2 separate regions of the Triticum aestivum genome follow, and region 2 is linked to region 1. The links are chromatin contacts, called in public Hi-C maps. All regions are on one chromosome and are shown on one strand. The core of a region is the stretch at or near the end of the contact, and the rest is flanking DNA. Distances in the headings are between cores, read along the strand shown. Region 1 holds the start of LOC123186282 (heavy metal-associated isoprenylated plant protein 2). Region 2 holds the start of LOC123190670 (MAP3K epsilon protein kinase 1).

Region 1 (4,954 bases), core at 1,249-3,748:
TACTTAGCATGAAACCAAAACGCGACCTCCAGTTATACAGCAGCTCACTGAGAGGAGCAGTCAGCCTAAAACGACAATATGAGTGAAAAGGGAACCGGGAATACAGATCTTTGAAAAGATCAGGCGGCACGCAGGCCCGAAACTAAAGTAACACAAATCAGACTGAAACTATTCACTAAAACTAATCACATATAGATGTGTCCTAGACAGACCTAATTAAGTAATCATTTATTTTTATTTTAACATTCCAAAACTGGAATTTATTGGCAAGTTACGGACGGCTCTCCTTAAGAGCTTATTTATTACATCATCACATGCCGCTTCACATCATGAAGCGATTTCCCCATCAGCCACAGGGGTACTCGCACAGGCAGTAATAGGCAGGTTTCCAGTGGTCACCGAACGGGTGGCAATCCCCGCCTAAGAAGCCCTCATGCTTGCAGTGACTATGGCAAGGAAAGTCCACACACATAGAGTGAGAGTAGGTCTTGCTGAACGTTGTGCAAACAGTCTCACCTAGTCACCTTAACCTTCAGACCCTGCAACAAATTATGCACAGGATTTTGGGTAACCACTTCATCAGAAGATAACACACCGAGAAACAACTACAGTACATTCTTCATACGATTATTGTTTCAGGCAAGGTTTACCCCGCAGGAAGCAACAGGAATGCCAGGAGCAACAACAAGCACAAGCCCGGCCTCTTGACCTTGTGGACGTCCATGTCTCCGGAATAAGCAACCAAGAAAGGAAGGAACGGATTAAAGTATGTTAACTTACTAGTGTCATTGACCCCCTCTTATAGACATGGATGACAAAACCTTACAATAAACCCAACAGAAAATGTTGTATTTATCTCGAGTATCTACGTAGTTGTTTGTACTGCATGATGCAGTGATGTATGTGTTGTACAATGAAGAAAGACACTCCAATGGAAAAAGAAGCGCTAAAAAATCCCTAGGTTGTTGATACATATGTGTGTTTTTGGTGCGCGGCAGTACTTCTCAAAATCGTGCCTTTTTTATTTTTTGCTTAGACGGAACCCTTCAAAAAGCCTTACAGAAAATGCCATACTCATCTAAAAAATGCAGCTGTATATATCTGTATGATGCAACTATGTGTGTACACTGAAAACACACATGATAGAGGACACCCTAGGTTGTTGATACATGCATGTGTTGTTGGTCTGAGGTATATCATGATGTTTGTATTGCTCAAAATGGCGCCTTTGTTGCTTAGCGGTTGAATTTTTTTTATCTTGATGATGCAATTGCCCCAAAGGGAGGAGGCACCAGTGATGACACAAAGGTTGATCAGGTCGAGCACGATGCGTATGATGGAGATGTGCAACGTGGCGAGGGTGCCGATCGGAGGAGATTGAAGGGCTGCAAAACCTCGTTGGCTGGAGCTGGGCGACCTTACGATCATGTGGTGGCGTTTTGGTTCTTTTGTGGATGTCTCATGTCTCTGTCTGTAGTTAAAAATTTATGGGTGTTTGCTGTGGATATTCGGTGTTGTCTAGGTTTTCGCCCCATGACATTCGTTTCGATAGCGGGCGAATGTAGTGGGTTTCCTGGCAATGCCCGGACTCGCTTTACCTCTTTCCCTCCTCCTGACATGTTTCTGAACTCTGTATTTTCGTTCATTTGCAATGGAAAGGGGTATAGCCCGGTTCGAAAAAAAAGGTTGATCCACAACATTGAGGAGCTCCTCCAAGCCTCTGGACCAGAAACGGCACATGAGATTGGCCCCTGCTGTTTCTTCTTGCGGCTGTTGTTGTAACCTTGTAAGTACAGCTCCAATGTCGAGGAGCTCTTCCCCTTGGGCGGGAAAAAAGATGCAGCAGAGCGGTCGCTCACTGCTGTTTGTTGCCGCTGTTATTGTAGCTTTATGACTAGTACAGGGATGAATACCTACCGGGTGTCTCGTCGCGGCAGAAAATACGGCACGAATTCGATACACAGACACAAAGATGTACAGACTTGTCTTACAGCGGTGCGACCACATGCTGTAATGTTTGCAGCACAGACGAAAACTCTAAAGTTCTCGTTGCAGGCCACCTGGCCACGGTGTTCCCTGTGTGCTCTGACGGTCTGACGGGCATCTGCAGTATATCTTCTGAATTTGCTGTTGCTGTTTCACCGTACCTCTTGAATTTGTGCGCTGTGCCGTTTGTGAAAGTCTAGAATGCACCAGGACTTTCACTCTTGTCTATGGCCGGCCGGAAACTTTGTATTTCCTGGAAAGGGGTAATGCCCGGTTTAAAAAAAGAAAAAAGAATGCACCAGGAGTTGAGCACCAAGACCACTGTGCTAACAACCCCGCACGCATGAAGTCATATGTACAGGTTAAAGTGGTTCCAACACCCAACGACCACACACACACAAAGGGAAAGGACGACTTCATGTTTGCCACGACGAAACAACAGTTGAGTACGTCGTGTGTGCGACATAAAATCGGGTCGCCTGATCCCGGCTCGTGTGACGCTTCCCCGGCTGAAAACCTGGTGAAACTAAAGGTGAATCGCTAATTCGCTATCTAGAATATCTAGACTCCGTAGCCAGTGGACTTCCCGTTCGGGGAGGTTGAGCGACCGTATCGGGGTCCCTAACCACCTGAAACCCAAACGGGACACCACCGCTACCCGTCTGTATATAGCCCGGGACCAGACATCAGCAGAGCCGCCGGCCGGCGTTGTCGTTGTCGTGGTGGAGGTCGGCCGGGATCGGTTCTATCGACCACGCGAGAGCGCTCATGTCGAAGAGGACGGTGCTGCGGGTGGACACCTCCTGCGCCAAGTGCAAGCGCAAGGTCATGCTCGCCGTCTCCAGCCTCCAAGGTACGTACGTTTGGATCAGATCGCATGGCCGAACTGGCAGCGAGGCCATGCATTTCTTGCTTGGTTAAGTGTTGCTCTTACGTGCTGTGCCCAGGTGTGGACAAGATCGAGGTCGACTCGGAGAAGGGCACGATGACGGTGACCGGCGGCGTGGACCCGGTGGACGTGGTGGAGGCCACCAGGAGGAAGGCCGGGAAGCGCGCCGACGTCCTCACCATCGGCCCGCCGCCGTCGGCGTCCACCGCGTCCAAGCCGGAGGAGAAGAAGAAGCCCGAGCAGCAGAAGCCGCAGCAGACATATGTGGCGGCGGAGAGGAGGGCGCCTGAGCCGCCAGTGACGTTGTACGTGCACCACGTCCCGGCGCCGCCGCCGTCGTGGCCCGCGTACGAGCAGTGCGCCGTCGTGCCCTGCCACTACCAGCAGCAGCAGGACCCCTGCTCCATCATGTAGCTAGCTAGCTAATCGTCTCTTTGTGTCACTGCTATTTGGACCATAGTACTAATCGATATAGGTAATTCAAACCCCGGACCGATACCTCTGCGCACTAGCATTCCACCGTGATTTTCCTTCGAGAGAATTAGCTGAACTTTCTGAATAAATACCTAATGTTATGGAAAAGGCTTCAAATCAACCGAACGGATCCTTGATTTTGGGTCAACCGCTTCCTCTGTCTGCCACGCGTCCCCATGGGGTTGAGATTCTCTGTAGTACTTTATGGTCAGTACACCGGATGACATGTGGGGCCGGGTCCCACATGTCAGTGACTATACTGCACTCTGCAGTACTGCAGAGGATCCTAACCAGTCCCGGGTTGGACCATGGGCCCACCTACCGCTTTCCCTTTCTTCTAAGTGTCTCCTCATGCGGCCGCAACCGCAAGTATTTTGCCGAGCAGGCGGCATCGTCTACCCACACCCCTGCTCTTCCCTGCTCACTGCCCTATCCCATGTTGCGTCGGGACCCTCCCCGGCCATCAGGCATCGTCCATCGCAACCCTGCCGCAGCCCAGATCTGCCGGCCCAACAACATGTGCGGCTCAGCCCGTCCACCATCGCAGTCACCGACAACGTGCGACCAACCACGACAACCCGCATTTCTCCATGTATCCATCGGCTTCTCCCCCGACGACTCCTTCCCATGGATTCACACATGGAGCGTGCTGCCGCATCCCAGATCTGCCGGCCCAACCACATGTGTGGCTCAGCCCATCCACCACCGCAGTCACCGACAACGTGCGACCAACCACTGCAACCCGCATTTCTCCATGTATCCATCGGCTTCTCCCCCAACGACTCCTTCCCATGGATTCACACATGGAGCGTGCTGCCGCATCCTAGATCTGCCGGCCCAACCACATGTGCGGCTCAGCCCATCCACCACCGCAGTCACCGACAACGTACGACCAACCACTGCAACCCGCATTTCTCCATGTATCCATCGGCTTCTCCCCTGACGACTCCTTCCCATGGATTCACACATGGAGCGTGCTGCCGCATCCCACCGCCAGATTGCAGCATCTAACCACAACATGGTCCATGTTGCAATAGGTAAACACAACATAGTCCATGTTGCAATGATCAGAGGCCCATGTCACGTAATGGATGACAAAAGCCCAAGTCATATAGATGGAGGTCACCACACCATGGTTCATGTTGCAATGGGTGATCAAAGGCCCATGCGTACCTGGTGACGCAAGCGCAACAAGGTTGGTGTTGCAGAGCTTTCGAGCACAACAATTGTTGGTCTGTTGATGTGACGAAGGTCGATGTACCTTGCATCACCAATCTCGGGGATGAGTTTATCAATAAGGTTACTTGTGTGGTCTATTTGGGACTCCGATGCCCTTGCGGGTGGAGGAAGATGGTGTGTCTCACACAGTCACACATAGCGCGTAACGAGCGTCTAGATAAGAAAAACAAGGTGGGCAATATTTCGATAACCGAGTGCACAGGTTGATGAAGGCATTTTGGGAGTTGCGGGAGGTGAACAAAGAGGAAGGGGACAAGCACAAGATGAAGGCCAACCTGAATTTGTACAAAAAGTTGTTTCATGGCAAAGCAACCGGGGCAATTCGTGCTTTGGCAGACATCAACAGTAAGTTGAAGGTGGACACTG
Region 2 (4,954 bases), core at 1,534-4,033, 130 kb after region 1:
GTGGATAGGGTTGTGACCCAGCATCTTGGAAGTCTCTATGTGTTTCGGGTGTCATCCATTTTTGGTCTGGAGCAGGTTAGTAATGTTGTTGGTGCATTTGAGGTGTGACCCATTGAGGGGGTGGTGCAACGCGTACATGCTTAGAATTGTGTACTTGCTGTTGGAAACTTCTAAGCTTCTTCATGTGTCTCTCATCTTGCTGACATAAAAGAAAAAATGTTTATTAGTACACAAGTTACATCTGCCTATACCCTTGTAACTGAATTGAGCATTATTCACAGCCTGAACTTCTCATATAAAAGTGGTGTTCATGTACATATTTTTTCCCTAGGACAAGCATCACACTCTGCACTGAGCTGAGCATCTGCCAATACTTTTTGTACCTGAACTGAGCTCCCTTCACAGAATGAACCTCACATTCTGTTAATTCTACACTATTTGATTACTTATATGTACCTGAATTGAGCACTCTTCACAACCTGAACTTCTTGTTTTGCTAAGGGGAAATACTGTCTACAGTTAAAAAACCTGAACCTTCATGAGTTTGAATGGTTGGACCACTAGTGCATACCAACATGACCTTCATGTGATCACATGTATGTTTTATTTTCCTTTTATTTTTTGCACACAACCAGATACATACCAACCTGAACTCTAGCACACTTAATAGTTGAACTTCACATGGCTTTTCACATATGAATGCAGGTAGATTTTCTAATAGGTTTTCTAATGTTTGCAGCCTGGACTGATGCTCACACACTACCTGAACTTCACATGTTAATGCAGGCAGATTTTCTAATGTTTGCAGCCTGGACTGAGGCTCACACACTACCTGAACTTCACATGTTAATGCAGGCAATTTTTCTAATGTTTGCAGCCTGGACTGAGGCTCACACACTACCTGAAGTTCACATGGCTGTAAGAAAATAACAAAGAGAAGGAAGTTCAACCATACCCTGGCTAGAAGTTTGGCCAACCTTTTTCCAGTAGTAGATAGGCCACCTTGAGAGCAATTCGTCGGGGAGCTAGGAGAGGAATTCCATGGCAATCCATGTCTTGCAGAGGGCGCGAAGTTCATCTACACGAAGCAATAAGGTCAGGCAAGGCAAGATTGAAGAAAAAGGCAAGAAGTGAGAGGAAGTTCATCTACGGTTGCTGGATTTGAAGGCGCCGCCTCCGCCACCGAGTTGCTCCGTTGGCCGCGCCATAGCTTGCGTCGGGGTCGTCATCTGCTCTGCTAAGGCATCGGGCGGTGAGGATGGAAGGAGGATGAGGCTTCCGGAAGTCCATGCCGGCTTCGCCGCATCCATGCGACGTTGGCTCCCTCGCGCCAGCGTCCGCCGTCGCTCTCTCGCCCGCGCCGGTGGTCGGCCAAGAGGTGGCGCCAGATCCGGTCGACCATGAGGTGGAGATGGAGGGGAGGCGCCGGATCCGGTTGGTCAGGAGCTGGAGACGCGGGGGGGGGGGGAGGTGCCGGATCCGGTGAGGATTGGCGGCGAACCAGGGGGGAGGTCGGGGATCGAGGGGAGGAGCGGCGAGGAGGGGGGTTGGTCGGCTCGAGATCGGGATTGGGGGATCAGGTGGATCCTGTCGGGGCGGCCTCGGGATCCTGTGGGTCGGGCCGGCAGTTCAGAAGTTCGGGAGGGGTTCTGTCGGGCCCTTATAGGGACTGTTGTGATTCAAATAAGGATACGCGTAATTGAAAATTGGATATGCGTAATTGAACCTATAGACACGAAAATGACCCTGAACAAAGGAGAGCCTATGACTACAACTATGTGCCTCAAAATTCTTGCTGAAGCCGTTGTTGAACCTTTTGTGTTGCACCACCGTAGCTCATGCCAATAATGGACAACACTAAGGAATTCAATTGCCGAAGTACCTGGAAAGACCTGTAGAGGAACCAATCTCGTTGAATCGCCGCAATTGTAGACTGTCGCGTACGAGGGAAATTGGCAATCACGTCAAACATATCAATGTGTCTGTGTGTGTGTGTGGGGGGGGGGGGGGGTCACCCGATCTAGCAAGGCAACCGCACTAGTATCGCCAGACCAAGCTGACGACCTTGCTCCTCAAAGGCTCGAAGAAATAGGTTGTCGCAGAAGATGATGTTGCCACGGGTACCGATGCACATGGAACCACACCGACGGACAACACATATGTTCTTTTCATGAAGAACACCGATGACCAAAACTCCAGGGTTCGTCAGAGACGCTGCACCGCGCATGACCAAGATAAGATTGAAGGCGAAAGACTTTCAATAGAGATGGCATCGCCATCACCATTGAAGCGTTGTCACCTTGATTCAAAATCTACTGTACAAAAGGATGAGAGAAGAGGATCCCCTCCCCTCCGCCTCACGACGCCGAAGACGAAGAGGAAAGGAAGTTGAATTTTTGGCGACAAAGGATTATTCACAGGAGAGAAAAAAGAATGATAAAGCTTTTGGCTACTCTTATTCACGGGTACCATGAATCTGGAAAAACGAAATAGATAAAAACTACTTCTCTATTTCATAATGTAAGATTTTTTTTAACATTACACTAGAGTAAAAAAAAACAAGGCAGCGAAGCAAAGCTAGACAAAGACTCGTGACATTTTCGTGAGAAAAGGAGGTCGACCGAGGGGGCCCCCGGCCGGAATGAATGACGCACCACACCGCAGACGCTAGTCGGAGACAGCTAATTGACAGTGGAGCTCCCCCGTTATCCACCCAGTATCCTCGTTGGCTTCCGCACACTCCAAAAAGGGACACCTCCACTATAAAAGCTTCGCGCTCCTCATTTCCGTTACTTTCCTTCCCCCCGCCTGCACAAAATACTTTATTTTTTAATTACGGAGAAGCCCCTCGCTCCCTCTCCGCCGTCGTCGCCTTCGTCCTCTTCCTCCTGCTGCTCCCCACCCTGCATACTCCCAATTCCCTTCGCACCCAAACCCTAAACCTAAATGGCCCTCGCCGCGAGCTCGCCGGAGGGGAATCTTCGTCGCCGGTGACCGCCGATCCGCCCGCATCCGCCGCAGCCGGCGGCGCCCCGGGCCGCGGAGGGGCCGAATCTCCGAGGAGGAGGGGCGAGATGGCGACGCGGCAGCACAACCCGAAATCCAAGACGCTCGGCAACAAATACGTGAGGCATCCCGCGCTCCCCGCCCGCCTCGGATCCGGCGGAATTGGTGTTTTGCGTCGGCGAATTGTTTGGGGAATGGTTCCCTCACTCACTGTGTTTGTGTGTGTGTGTGTGTGTGGGCGGGTGCAGATGCTGGGGGACGAGATAGGGAAGGGGGCGTACGGGCGCGTCTACAAGGGGCTTGACCTGGAGAATGGCGACTTCGTGGCCATCAAGCAGGTCTCGCTGGAGAACATCCCGCAGGAGGATCTCAATATTATCATGGTGAGAGTTTTTTTTTGGGGCGTGTCATATGACGTATATCGCGTTCTGAGTGGCAAAATGCGTGTAATTGCATGAAATGCGGTTCTCAGGAGATGAGAAACGTACGTCATCGACCGAGAACAGCGCTAAGACGAGACTGGAAGCTAGAGTAATGCAGCTTGTTGGCGGTTTCGCTGCTTTGTTCGGTAGCGTGACATGGAACTAAATCCTAGGGCACCGCTATGCTAGCTTATTGGAGTCCTTGGCGAGCTTCCTATTTAACTTGTCGGGACTTGTAATAATTGGCACACATACTAGGGCAATATACTTGGGCATCATGATTTAATTATGTGGTACGTTGTTGGGTGTGGTCGTTATGTGGAGCTTGTGAGCTCTCTTTTCGACACAAACATGAGAGCTGACGTGATCAAGTGCCGTCAACAGCTGCCGCACTAGGTTTTATGTGATTGGTGTGATTCCACAGAAAATGCATGCGACCCCCCCCCCCCCCCCCCCCGCGAACTCTGGATATGATATCGGTAAATTCCTTTAAATTGTTCATTGGAATAACATTTAATTTCTTAACTGTTACAAAGTATTTATGCTTGTACGCATCCTTGTAAACCATAGGAGCTCTTGAATCCTTATAATTTTTTTGTGTGTCTGGGTTTAGGGGCTGGAAAATCTAAGTTGAAGAATAGTTAGTTGCATTGATATTTTTATTCTGGGCCAGTATGTAGCCTAGCTGTTGAAGGCTATATAAGTGTTAGGGTCGTAAATATGGATAGTTTATATAATTCATGTACCAATATACCACTCTTAGTTATCTCTGAGATTAAATTTTAGAACATTAAGCTGTTAGTGTTACACTTTTGTGAAATTGGAAATGTGGAATGACACTAATGGTGCACTCCATCCTTTCCTTTTGTTACTTGGTGCACATATAGGTTTAGTGCATGGAGTTGATGTTGGTGCTTACATCTTGGAAGCCTCAGTCACTCAAATAATAGATTTTGTTTTCATAACACTGTATTATATACTATTTGTTAGTTTGGTACTCTTATAGTGAAACGAGTCTTTAAATGTTACTCCCTCTGCAAACTAATATAAGACCGTTTAGATCACTATAAGACCGTTTAGATCACTAAAGTAGTGATCTAAACGGTCTTATATTAGTTTACAGAGGGAGTAGCTTTTAATGCATGCCATCGTGCACACTACACAGACCATCTCTTTGTTAAAAATTTATTTAACTGCACTCAATGCTGTCTAGAGAGTCATATACTACACTATTGCAGCGAGGGGGGGTGACCGCTAGTTAACTGCTTACTGCTATTTGGAACACCGGGTTCCCAAAAATTCTATATTTCACATTCTTGATTCTTGTTGTATTAACATGATGCCATATTTTCTATCAACTCATCAGATTTGTTTGTCCCTTTATTCAGATTTTCAACATTTGAACGATTTTGTTGGAATATCGTCATTTTCTACATTGTGTTTTGTATCATTGTAATATGGGGTTCTAACTAATTATCTTTTGTGTACGGTTTAATAACTGTTCTCGTGGGTGGTGTGGCCGATTC

The links. Hi-C and Micro-C count contacts between places; a contact is called where the count stands out from the background.
Region 2: a Hi-C map of leaf shows a contact between it and region 1, with 3 times the contacts expected there. The contact joins the promoter of LOC123190670 here to the promoter of LOC123186282 in region 1. A contact is called at or near these places in 4 of 5 Hi-C or Micro-C datasets (leaf and root) and 1 of 1 datasets of contacts at active chromatin or transcription factors (leaf).

What each region holds. Positions count from the first base shown.
Region 1 is chr2A:732,406,234-732,411,187 of IWGSC CS RefSeq v2.1, forward strand. LOC123186282 (heavy metal-associated isoprenylated plant protein 2) reads left to right here and starts at 2,499. Exons shown (of 2, transcript XM_044598067.1): 1 at 2,499-2,839; 2 at 2,934-3,470. The coding sequence starts at 2,755. The coding sequence ends at 3,289.
Region 2 is chr2A:732,537,390-732,542,343 of IWGSC CS RefSeq v2.1, forward strand. LOC123190670 (MAP3K epsilon protein kinase 1) reads left to right here and starts at 2,784. Exons shown (of 25, transcript XM_044603362.1): 1 at 2,784-3,125; 2 at 3,255-3,389. The coding sequence starts at 3,075.